Regions from separate parts of the Mus musculus genome. Here region 1 is linked to region 2. Evidence: chromatin contacts called from public Hi-C data. All regions are on one chromosome and are shown on one strand. The core of a region is the stretch at or near the end of the contact, and the rest is flanking DNA. Distances in the headings are between cores, read along the strand shown.

Evidence for each region. A called contact is a pair of places that touch in the nucleus more often than the background predicts.
Region 1: a Hi-C map of the N1E-115 cell line shows a contact between it and region 2, with 4 times the contacts expected there. The contact joins two enhancer-like sites. A contact is called at or near these places in 1 of 484 Hi-C or Micro-C datasets (the N1E-115 cell line), 1 of 115 datasets of contacts at active chromatin or transcription factors (embryonic stem cells) and 1 of 9 other capture datasets (embryonic stem cells).

The regions. Positions count from the first base shown.
Region 1 is chr19:55,904,665-55,910,033 of GRCm38.p6, reverse strand. Tcf7l2 (transcription factor 7 like 2, T cell specific, HMG box) reads right to left here. Exons shown (of 15, transcript NM_001331146.1): 6 at 1,479-1,611. Among named protein-coding and RNA genes, the nearest start is that of Gm52391, 31 kb to the left of the region's middle. Within about 2 kb of position 1,948, at least 9 of the 459 cell types and tissues checked have an H3K27ac peak or open chromatin away from gene starts, as enhancers often do. A contact at or near this core is called in the N1E-115 cell line, where this site is marked.
Region 2 is chr19:55,204,464-55,209,863 of GRCm38.p6, reverse strand. Gucy2g (guanylate cyclase 2g) reads left to right here. Exons shown (of 21, transcript NM_001081076.3): 16 at 1,861-2,001; 17 at 3,520-3,712. Among named protein-coding and RNA genes, the nearest start is that of Mir6715, 14 kb to the right of the region's middle. Within about 2 kb of position 2,898, at least 8 of the 459 cell types and tissues checked have an H3K27ac peak or open chromatin away from gene starts, as enhancers often do. A contact at or near this core is called in the N1E-115 cell line, where this site is marked.

The DNA.
Region 1 (5,369 bases), core at 699-3,198, 700 kb before region 2:
TTACAGGCAGCCTTGTAACTCACTATGAGTCACAGAGGTGTGACCTGATTTCCTTACAAAAAACCCGACTCCTCAAGCTGGCCAATTCTCCCATGAAGAGAATCTGCAGAAACCGAGTGTCAGGTGGTGTCTGTCCCCCAGTAGTCAGAACTGAACTGATAGAAGAAGCTGGGGGCTTGGTGGGTTCAGCTCTGGACCACGATTCCCTGGAGGGCCGAGGCATATGTGGGCACTAGCCTCACTTGCTCACTGGGTATTCCATGGGCCAGAGGGGCTGCAAGCCTCCCGGAGGCCTGTAGAAGAATAAGCTGAAAGTACACACCACGGCTCACTTCCTATCTGCACAGGACACATGTCTAGTCATTCATCCTTAGGAAGAGGAGTCCGGAGAGCAATTTAGCTCGAGAGCAATGGCTCTGCCCAGCCGCTCAGTCCGAGGGGGAGGCCAAATGGACACAGTGCGTCAGAACTCACCCAAGATCGAAGGGGCAGGACGGAGATGGAAACTATCTCAATTTTCAAGAAATTCATTCAGGAAACTTTTAATCTGTAAATTAAGTCTCCCCGGGTGACATTTTGACGCAGACATTGCTTTCTCTCTATTACAGAAAGCAAAGAGATTAGCTGGGCTTGGACCCTACACTGAGCCATTTGCACACTTGAAAGAATGTTCGCAGAGGAAAATAAACACTCCTCAGACGTTAATCATATGGTTTACGATAACCATTTAAAAGCTATTCCCTGGCCTACCATTATTCAAATGAGATGCTGCCTGCTGCAAGTGAAGCCTTGTTACTTGGCGGAGCCTCAGGCAGGCTTGGCCGCCTCCTCCAGTCAGTCAAACTGCCAGGCTGCATCCAGCATCCACACAGAGTGCTCAGAGAGGCTGCCTGCCATACTAGATCCTTACGTAGAGGGCGCTATAAGCTAGACCTGCTTTTCCTGACAGGTGTAGAGACTGAATGCAGTGTGCAGCCTCTGCTTATGACACTGCTGGATGAAATGAGGAAACCTTCCTAGGCTTCAGTTTGTACATCTGTAAAATGGGCTCACAATAAACATCCGAGATATTGGAATGGGAGAAGAAAATGCACAGTGGTCTAGTGATCTGCAAGGAATACAGACTCCGGGTGATGTGGTCCCTTAAGAATACACTTAAGAATATAAGTCACTCTCAAATGTCCGGACTCCTTCAAAATCATGATGTAATCTCATTGCTACCTAGTTTGCTTAGGAAGGTACCAAGGCCAGCTTTCCCAAGCAGCCAACTCCAAAGGTGCAGATATAAATCTTATCCCTGTAAGTGGATCTCTCCAAAGGGAAGGGGGACACAGCCCAGCACATATACCAGGCGAGCCCCACTAAGAGCTCCCAGGTGTGAATCTGAACATCTCCCACCCCGAGCCCCATCGATCCCATTTCACCCATCATGCCTGGCCCAGGCTCCTGACTGAGGCCTTCGGAGTTCCCCAACTTACCTGTTTTGGGGTCTACGTCAGCTGGTAAGTGCGGAGGTGGATTTCCCGGGGTGAAGTGTTCATTGCTGTACGTGATGAGAGGCGTGAGTGGGTGGACATGGTGGGGGTGTTGCACCACCGGTACTTTGTTCGACTGTGAGGGAGGGAGAACAAAGGGAGACGTGGTGAGCTGGGTCTCCGTAGCCCAGAGCTTCAGAGCCAGGGCCAGTGTCCCCTGTAACACCCTCCCAGCTTGATGCCATAAGATGCCCTCGACTCTGCAAACTCCCCACCTCGCTAATCCATTTTAAAGTAAGAGACGGTTGGCTCTCCACACTGGCCTACTTCAGGTCCACCTCTGAGTTCCTCTGCATCACCATTAGAACCCAAGATCTCACTTTCCCATCAGCAGGTGAGTGGAAAGTTGAGGCTTTAATCCCTTAGGCCTCTTAGAGAGGGCTTCGAACACAGTATGATCAGAATCCCACTCTAGCCTTCCTAGCCACCCTCTGGTTCCACGGGCTCAGAGACACAGCAAGCAGGTGTCCACTCACTCAACCTGGGTGAAAAGCCCCACCTTTGAATGGGAGACTGAGCTTAACCAGAAAGCTCTGGCCCAGCCAGCACCTCCATATTCATCAGGCAACCGTCAGGGAGAACTCATAAATTAACCGGACAATGATGAGTTGAGCTAATAAGCAGGATACATTCAAGAAATGGGCAGTTCTGGCCGGTGAAGTACATGTGTATGTTGTATTGGGGCAGGGCAGACGGTGAGGCCGAAGCAGAAAACAAAGAAAATAAAAACATCTCAAATATTCCTAAGTGCCTTCCACAAACCCCGTCTCTCTCCCCTCCCCCCTGTGTGCTCTCCCCCCCCCCCCCCCATGCTGGGCTATAACTCAGCCCAGTAAGATCACAAAGGAAAAAAAAATTAAGCTGAAACAAGCGAACTACTGGGCCATTTACTGAGAGTAATCCAATTGCAAAAAACCCTATTCCCAATAGGGGATTTTCACTAAAATCCTACAACAGGGACATTTAACCAGATTAGGTAGCAGAGAAGATAAAGAGGCTGGTATTAGATGATGAATGGATTAGAGTCAAGTTTCATTTCAGAACGTGTCTTCATTTCCTTTTATTACGTCTAGGAAGGGCACACGTTGCATTAACATCAAGGAGAAGGAATTGCATAGAAAGAAAAGAAGGCAGGTTCCAGCACTGCCCACCAGCGCCTCCCGAGTTCAGGGACCACTGAGCAGTTAGTTCTCTTCCTTTCAGCTTCCTTTTCAGTATTTTTTAATAGAGGGAAAAGGCATAAAACACAGGAAGAGTAGCTTCCTACCACAGCTAAGGATGGGAAAGGCATCACCAAGTAGTGTTACTTCTCCATGGTATGTCAGGGAAGAAAAACGTGGTTGTCTTAGAAGATCCCAAAAGAGCATCTCAAGTCACTTGGTTTACAGCTTCCTGTAAAACCATAACTCTTCCAGAGAAAAGGGGCTAGCCAGTTGCTTAGAAGACCTAGCTACCAGTTAAGGTGTAAGTTACAGAAGGTCTGAAATAAGGAATGGTCTCTTGGAGTCACCAACCAGCAATGGCAACCAGGCTGTGTACATAAAAGCCAAGGGCTGTTGTGTCCAAGCCTGTGGCCACAGTTCATGGAAGTTCACTAAGATCCTTCAAGGGAAGAGTCCTAGGAAAGCCTTTTGTCAAGAATGGTTGAGAAGGAGTAAAGGCATCAGCTCCCATTTTGGAGGTAGGAAAGAAAGCTGAAGTGGGGATAATAGACAAGACAGGGATGGGTAGGAGCAGCCTGGAAGGAAGGAAAATGACTGAGGCTGCCTTCCAGAAGTTTCCAACTTGATTGGAAAGACAGGCCCCTGGCAACATGAAAGAATGCAGGTTGCTCTCAAGATAGATCATACATCTCATGAGGGGGGATGGATGTGACCCAGTAGTCACAGGATTGAACCTGCTTTAGGCATTTCTATCAGTATTGGGCAGGTGTGATGGCCACCACAGAGGTAGACATGGCTGGAGGTGGGCAGGAAAGCTAGCTGCCATCTCCACTGAGTTAGGGGACCCCGGCACAAGGCCATTTCTCAGTAGAGACAGGACCTGGGTAATAGAAGTACTTCTTCTGTCACCCATGGCCATGGCCGAGCCAAGGCTTGAGAGCCACACAGGCACAGGGGAACCTGGAGGCCAAAGATGGGAGTGTTTCTCTTGAATCAAGCCCTTGTTCTCAGAGAGCACGTGGGGGTGGGGGGACTTCGCACAGACCTAACACATGGCATGTTTATGTATGTAACTGTGCTGGTTCATCATCACTGTCATGATTAGCAAAGAGTTGGCAGGGGACATGGTGGTTCTGTCACCAATCCCAAGCAGAACTAGTGGGAACTATGGGGAACCTTCTTTGTCTCTGGCCACAGAAGTACAACAGCAGCATTTGGTAACAGTAAGCTAGGTGTGAGACTTACTAACTCTCCCTCTTCCATCTTAGACGCTCCTGTTAAAGATAACGTTAACCAAGCCTGAGCTCACTGACTGCTGCTGATACTCCTGTATCCTTCTCTTCTCAGCCAATTGGGTTTTTTTTCCCCCACCCAGACAACACTCTCCAGCAGTGTGGTAAAGTAGGAATTGGAGAGAGGGGACAACAAATGAAAGCTTTAGATGCCACCTGACTTTAGGAGGGGGATGGAAGTCCTATTAGGCCATGACCTTGACTACACTAACAAGTAGGTCCCTAGAAACTGCATGACCAACTCTCTATCCAGGTTGCTCTGTTCCCAAGTGAGGAGGCATATCATGGTCAAATATGCAGAATGGTCAAATATGGGGTCTACCTGCTGCCCCACACTACCTGTCAATACCTGGACCCCTTACAACAAAGGACTTCTCGTCAACACCTAGCCATGGACTCTTAGGTCCTTTCTCCCCACAGCATATTCTTCCCACCGCTGGGGTGGGGCATTATATGCTACTCATCCTTCGAGTCCTCTGAAACTCTTGCACCCAGCCTGGGATAAGACCACTTGAAAACCACCAGACTAAAGTACACACGGTAGAACAAGCTAGAGCCCATCAACCAGAGGACCAGGTTTCTGGAAGGGTTGGATGGTCCTCACACTCAGAGTAAAGCTCTTGCTGATACTACCTCTGCTAGGCCGGTGCCTTTACAATGATTCTTCTGCTGGATTCTCACAGAGACTTGAGAGTGAGAGCCTGTCCACTTGAGGAGGGCAGGGGTGTATTCTGCTTCACTGACCTGGCTGAGAGTGTCTCTCCCTACCTCCCTTCCTTCTTCCCTCTATCTCCTCAGCCTCCTTCATTCCTGCCTCCATAAAATCCAGGCATGTGCTACGTCCGTCCTGTAGGGTTATGAAGATTACATGAGACCACTCACTCACAGCACCCTGCACAGTGTCAGGCCCACACTCAATACAAAGCGACTTGGTAAAATGCAAATCTGCACAATATAAAAGATGGCGTGGTTAACCGCTTGGCTAACACCTTCCAATTAGACTCATAAAGGGGAAAAGGCAGCCTTGGAAGGAAGTTATCACCTAGATACAGGAGCACAGATGATCTATGACCACCCTACCCAAGTCACATGCCCTTCTTAAAAAATGTGATATTTAACAAATGTATTTGAAGAGCTCATGAAAAACAACAACAACAACACCTCACTGCACTGTGCCAATGACAGAGTGTGCTATGGAGGATCTCACAATTAAAAACAAACAAACAAACAAACAAAAAACAAACCCCCAAAATTGGAGATAAACAAGTCCTTCTAGAGTCAGTGAGACCGTATAAAGTATGAACCAATACAGTGAGAGAAGATTTCCAAGCAGTTAGGGTCTCCCCATCTCCCCAGCTCCCAACAATTCTCACTTCTTT
Region 2 (5,400 bases), core at 1,649-4,148:
CTCCTCTCTCTTCTCTCCCGTCATCATATTTCCACTTAAAGTCCACCATATGCAAAGTTCTACACGCTGGCTCAGGTGGAGTGCTCAAGTGTTCTGTCCATTTTGTGAACGAGGAACAGACATTAGCAATGCCATGGGCCCATTCAGACATCTCTCATCAGTCAAGGCTTTTCCCCAGGCCATTTTGACACTGCCTTAGTATATTTTTCAAATTCTTATTCTAAGGATCCTAACTACTGATTTGGTGTTGGACAATATGATAAAAGTCACGTACCAACTCCAGATTATCACTGAATTGTTTTCTTCTACAGAGCTGAGTGAGGGTCAAATCCAGGGCCTCGTGTGTGTTCGGCAAGGGCTTACCACTGGGCTAACCCCAACCTTGCAGTTGGTTATCGAACCTACCTCTCAAATCCCCTTTACAGTACCAGCATCTTACATATCAGGCTGATAGTACCATCTAAAACAGTAGTTATTTATGTGTATGTGTGTCAGTAGATGCCAGAAGTTGGTGTCAGATTCCCGGGAACTGGACTTACAGTCAGTTGTAAGCTGCCTTTTTGGATGCTGGCAACCAAGTAGAAAGCACTGTTAACCACCAAGCCATCTCTCCACCCCCATGATAGTATCTTTTTTCTTTTTTCCTTTTTTTTTTTTTTTTTTTGAGACACATTCTTACTACGTAGCTCTGTCTGGCTTGGAACTCCCTAGGACCTCCCTATGTAGACCAAGCTTGACCTAGACTCATGGCAGCTTTTACCTCCCCAGTGCTGGCATTAAAGGTGCGCGTCACTACTCCTGAACTGGAGGCTATAATATTTAATACACATTAAATGTTTAACTTTAACTTGAGGAGGCAGAAAGAACCCTGGCTCGAAAGTGTTTACTTCTAATTTGTTCATTTATCTTGGTATTGTGGGGCTGGAGAGATGGCTCGGTGGGAAAGAGCACTGGCTGCTCTTCCAGAGGTCCTGAATTCAATACCCAGGACCAAGCGGTGGCTCACAACCATCTAATGGCATCTGATGCCCTCTTCTGGTATGTCCGAAGAGAGCTACAGTGTACTCATAAACATAAAATAAATAAATAAATAAATAAATCTTTTAAGAAATTAAAAGAAAATTGTTAACTTGGCATGGTTAACATAACAAGCCTGTGTTCTTCTCCAGGTCACAATAGTTTTTTAATTGCTGATTTTTATATTATCTTAATGTACATGAAATATCGGTACTAATGGTATAAAAATATAATGTTTCAATATATGTATACTTTGCCAACTAACATAATGTATCTTGGATTGGTAGATATGTCCTTGACTTTTTACTCAGACAATATGATCCCAACATTAAGACAAACGTATTTCCTACCTGAGTCTTAGTCTTCTCATCTAAAAGGTGAGCAGCATAAGCAACTTCATGGGGGGCATTTCTGGAATGCAGTCCCGCAGATCCATGCTGGGCAGTCTGAGAAATGTCCCAGTTTGCAGTCTGTACCTTTTGGCTTCGTTGTGACCATGGCAAGGAGCATGCTGGGAAGTGAAGACGAGTCATCCAAGTCCACTGTTGAATGTCTGCTGGCCGCCAGACTCACCCCTAGGCAGTTTATACACGTTCGCGCCCAGAAATCCTAAGAAAACCGCACACAAGGTACATTTTTCAGAGGAGTAAACTGAGGCCCAGAGGAACCAAGGGCGCCGCTTCAGCTCAGGGCCGGGGACTCGCTACTGCCACGGGCAGTCCTCAGTAGCACACCCTAACTAAGGCAAGAAATGTCTCTGTGGGATAGGTATTTAGGAGTTGTGTGTTCACTGTGGTCCGATGGTTCCTGGGAGAGCACGCTAACACGTGCGTTCTTTTAAAGCCACGTGAGCATCCTGGATAGCATGATGGGGAAGCTGGAAACGTACGCCAATCACCTGGAGGAAGTGGTAGAGGAGCGGACCCGCGAGTTGGTGGCAGAGAAAAGAAAGGTGGAGAAACTCCTGTCTACCATGTTGCCAAGGTATTTAGGAGCAGTGTTGGGCAGGCCAAAAACAACCCGAGGATGATAAGCTGCCCTGTCTTAGTGTCTCTGAGCAGGAAAAATATTTCTGTTGTGTGTAATAATTAAAAAATAAGCAATCCTTGCTATCGCCTGCTACTCTCCGGCTCCATTCCCGCGGTTCATTCCCGCAGTTTGCACAGTTTTCTGTCATCCAACCACTGTGGCTAGCTGTCATAAATCCCTGTAACCCAGTAAAACTCTAGAGGCTTGTAATTTATCAGTCAGATTTATATCAGTAAATTCTCAACCCACGAAATGCCCACACAATGAACTGAGAGCCAACCTAGACTGGACAAATTGTCCTGTATATTAATCCATCTTTCCTATGACATTCATAGCTACCTGTGATCTTCTCTGTTCTTCTGTCCCTCTCTGTCTCATCTCTAAAACTCTCAGCCCGCCTTCTTTTCCCACTGCCCAATCAGAGGCTTCTAGCCTTATCTTTGCCTGCCCTCACCCGCATATCAATAGCAATGCACATTGTAACCCGCGATAATGTGCAATGGGTTTATATAAAAAAAATTAACGCAACATATTTCCATTGTTCTTTTTCTAAGAGGATATCAAGCTTTGTAAAAGGGGGCCAAGCAGGGAGAGAAGGGGGGGGGGAGGGGGAGAGAGATGGAGGGAGGGACTGAGGAAGGGATATATATATATATATATATATATATATATATACATACATATATATGCATATGCGTACGTATGTATGTATATGTATGTATGTGTGTATGTACGTATGTATGTGCAAAAGTTGGCAAGTCGATTCACCTTATTAATGAAAACACAGGCAAACAAACCACAGAAAATTCAAGTGTGGTTTATGTGGAAAGTGGTGAATGCAGTAACAGGATATAGCCACTAGATGGCAGGCTAGCTTCATGTCTCCTTTGTCTAGCTCAGAATGTGCCTGTGGCATCAACTAAAAAAAAAAAAAAAAAAAGCTTCAACGTTGTTTCTCTTTCCACCTATGCATCCTCTGACCTCCAGATGGAAGCATTTACTTTTGAAATGTTTGTGCATTTGCATGTCACCAGAAGAGTGGAAGAGGGGAATATTTATTTATTTTCTTTATTTTGAGATAGGGTCTCAATATGTAACCATGGCTGCCCTGGAGCTGACTGTGTTGACAAGTTTGTCTTTGAACTCACAGAGATCCACCTGCCTCTGTCTCCTGAGTGCTGAGATTAATGGCCCATACCTTTCTAGAGCAGTAGTTCTCAACCTATGGGCTGTGACCTGTCCCCGATTTCCACCCTTTCCTGCGGATTACAGCCACCACTTAAAAATCTCTGTAGAGAAAACACCAAGTGAATAAATGCGTGTCATTAAGTCCCTCTATATGGCAAATTTAATAAGTAAAAACCTAGCTCACCAAAGCCGAAGGGGCTGCAGAGGGTCGGCTCTGCCAAGAGCCTTGGAAGCGGAAACAAGCATGAGTTTGTTAAGACCCATCTACCCTTTCTCTGATTTCAGCTTCGTGGGAGAACAGCTAATAGCCGGAAAGTCTGTAGAACCGGAACACTTTGAGTCTGTCACCATCTTCTTCTCTGACATCGTGGGGTTCACAAAGCTGTGTTCCCTCAGCTCCCCCCTGCAAGTGGTGAAGCTCCTCAACGACCTGTACAGCTTGTTTGACCACACGATACAGAGCCATGATGTATACAAGGTGAGCCGAGGTGCCCTGGGCTGTGATGCACAGACTCCCCATCTGCTGTCTCCAGGCTGAGGACAGACCACCTCTCAGCTCGTCTCAATCCATGGCAGAACCCCGATGCTTGATTTCTGTCCATCTTCTCCGGAAGGGTCTTGATTAGCCACAAATGTGCACGCTTGTCCGGAGTCACTGGGTGGCGGCTGCAGATGACTCAGTCAGTAAAGTGATTGCCTCGCAAACTGAAAGACTTGAATTTGATCATCAGAATCCATGTAGGAATAAGCAGGGCTTCGTGGTGCTAAATTCTCAGCCCCACGGAGGCAGAGTGAGGCAGAGTGCTGGGATCTGACGGCCAAGCATCTTCATTCACAGGCCAGTGAGAGAGTCTGCCTCAAACACCAAGGTGCACAGTGGCTAAGGAATGACAACTGAGGTTTCCTCTGTCCTCCACACTCGCACTGCATTGCTATGAATATCCGTTCTTTGCCCATTATTTTAATCTCTCTCTCTCTCTCTCTCTCTCTCTCTCTCTCTCTCTCTGGTTTTTTTCGAGACAGGGTTTCTCTGTGTAGCCCTGGCTGTCCTGGAACTCACTCTGTAGACCAGGCTGGCCTCGAATTTAGAAATCCACCTGCCTCTGCCTCCCAAATGCTGGGATTAAAGGCGTTCGCCACCACGCCCAGCCCATTATTTTAATCTCGCAGAAAAGATGTTTGAAAGGAGGCAGTGGCCAGTACTGAGTGTATGTCTTTCAGATCCTGGGAAGCTCAAAGCTGCTACCTTTAGATTTGTGGATCTCATTTTTGTTGGTATGATCCAGGCTAAGTGGGAGATAGCAGATATGGCCTGTACAGTGTTACACAAAGGGGCCATATAGACATGGTCCCCCAGAGTGAGAAGGAGATGGAAGAGTGTAGGGTTATGTGTCCCATGTCTGCTCTGCCACAGGGCTCAGCTGCTCGGGGAGGCAGGATGCAGGAAGTTAGACCACCCTTACCCACCACTGTCACTGGGTGGGTGCTAGGCCATTGGGAAGCCCCAGGACACTGCTCCAGGGTTTGGGGGTGGGGAAGCTCAGTCTGGGGGTCCCAGGCCTGCAATGAGGCCAGGGGCCGTTTGGTTCTCAGGCTCTTGGACACCTAGGCACTGTTGGGAGCTGCAGAAGAGCTGAGAGTGGAGTGGGCTGGATCTAGCCCAGGGCTTGGGGGAGGGGGAAAGAGGGAGGAGTGGTCCCATGGTGGGAGTTCTTGGCTTGATGGCAGCAGCAGGCTTGAGCTTGCCTTGGTTGTGGCTGGGAACATAGAGAGGCCTTCTATGGAAGATTAGATGGTGGGTCTATAGGTGAAAGCTTTCTCCATGGCTCCCCACAGTAGATCCTGATGAAAAGAGGTAGTCCATGATTTTGAGACATTTATTGTCATGGTGGAAAGTGGATGAGTAAGACTGTGTCCCCCCCTCCCTTCTCAGGGTGGGCCTGATGTTAAATACCTTTGGCAGGGAGAAATGTGGGCACAAAGCTTATTAGCTAAGCCCTCCAGACCTCTTGGTACCTCATTAAAATGGAGACCTGTCTTGAGTCTACATGACCACAGGTTACATCCTCTACCTGTAGAGGGGCTTGGAGCATTGCCCTTATGTGCCTGATGACCACAAATCTATGGGGGGCTGTGGCTAGTGACAGGCCTGGTGCATGGCAACAG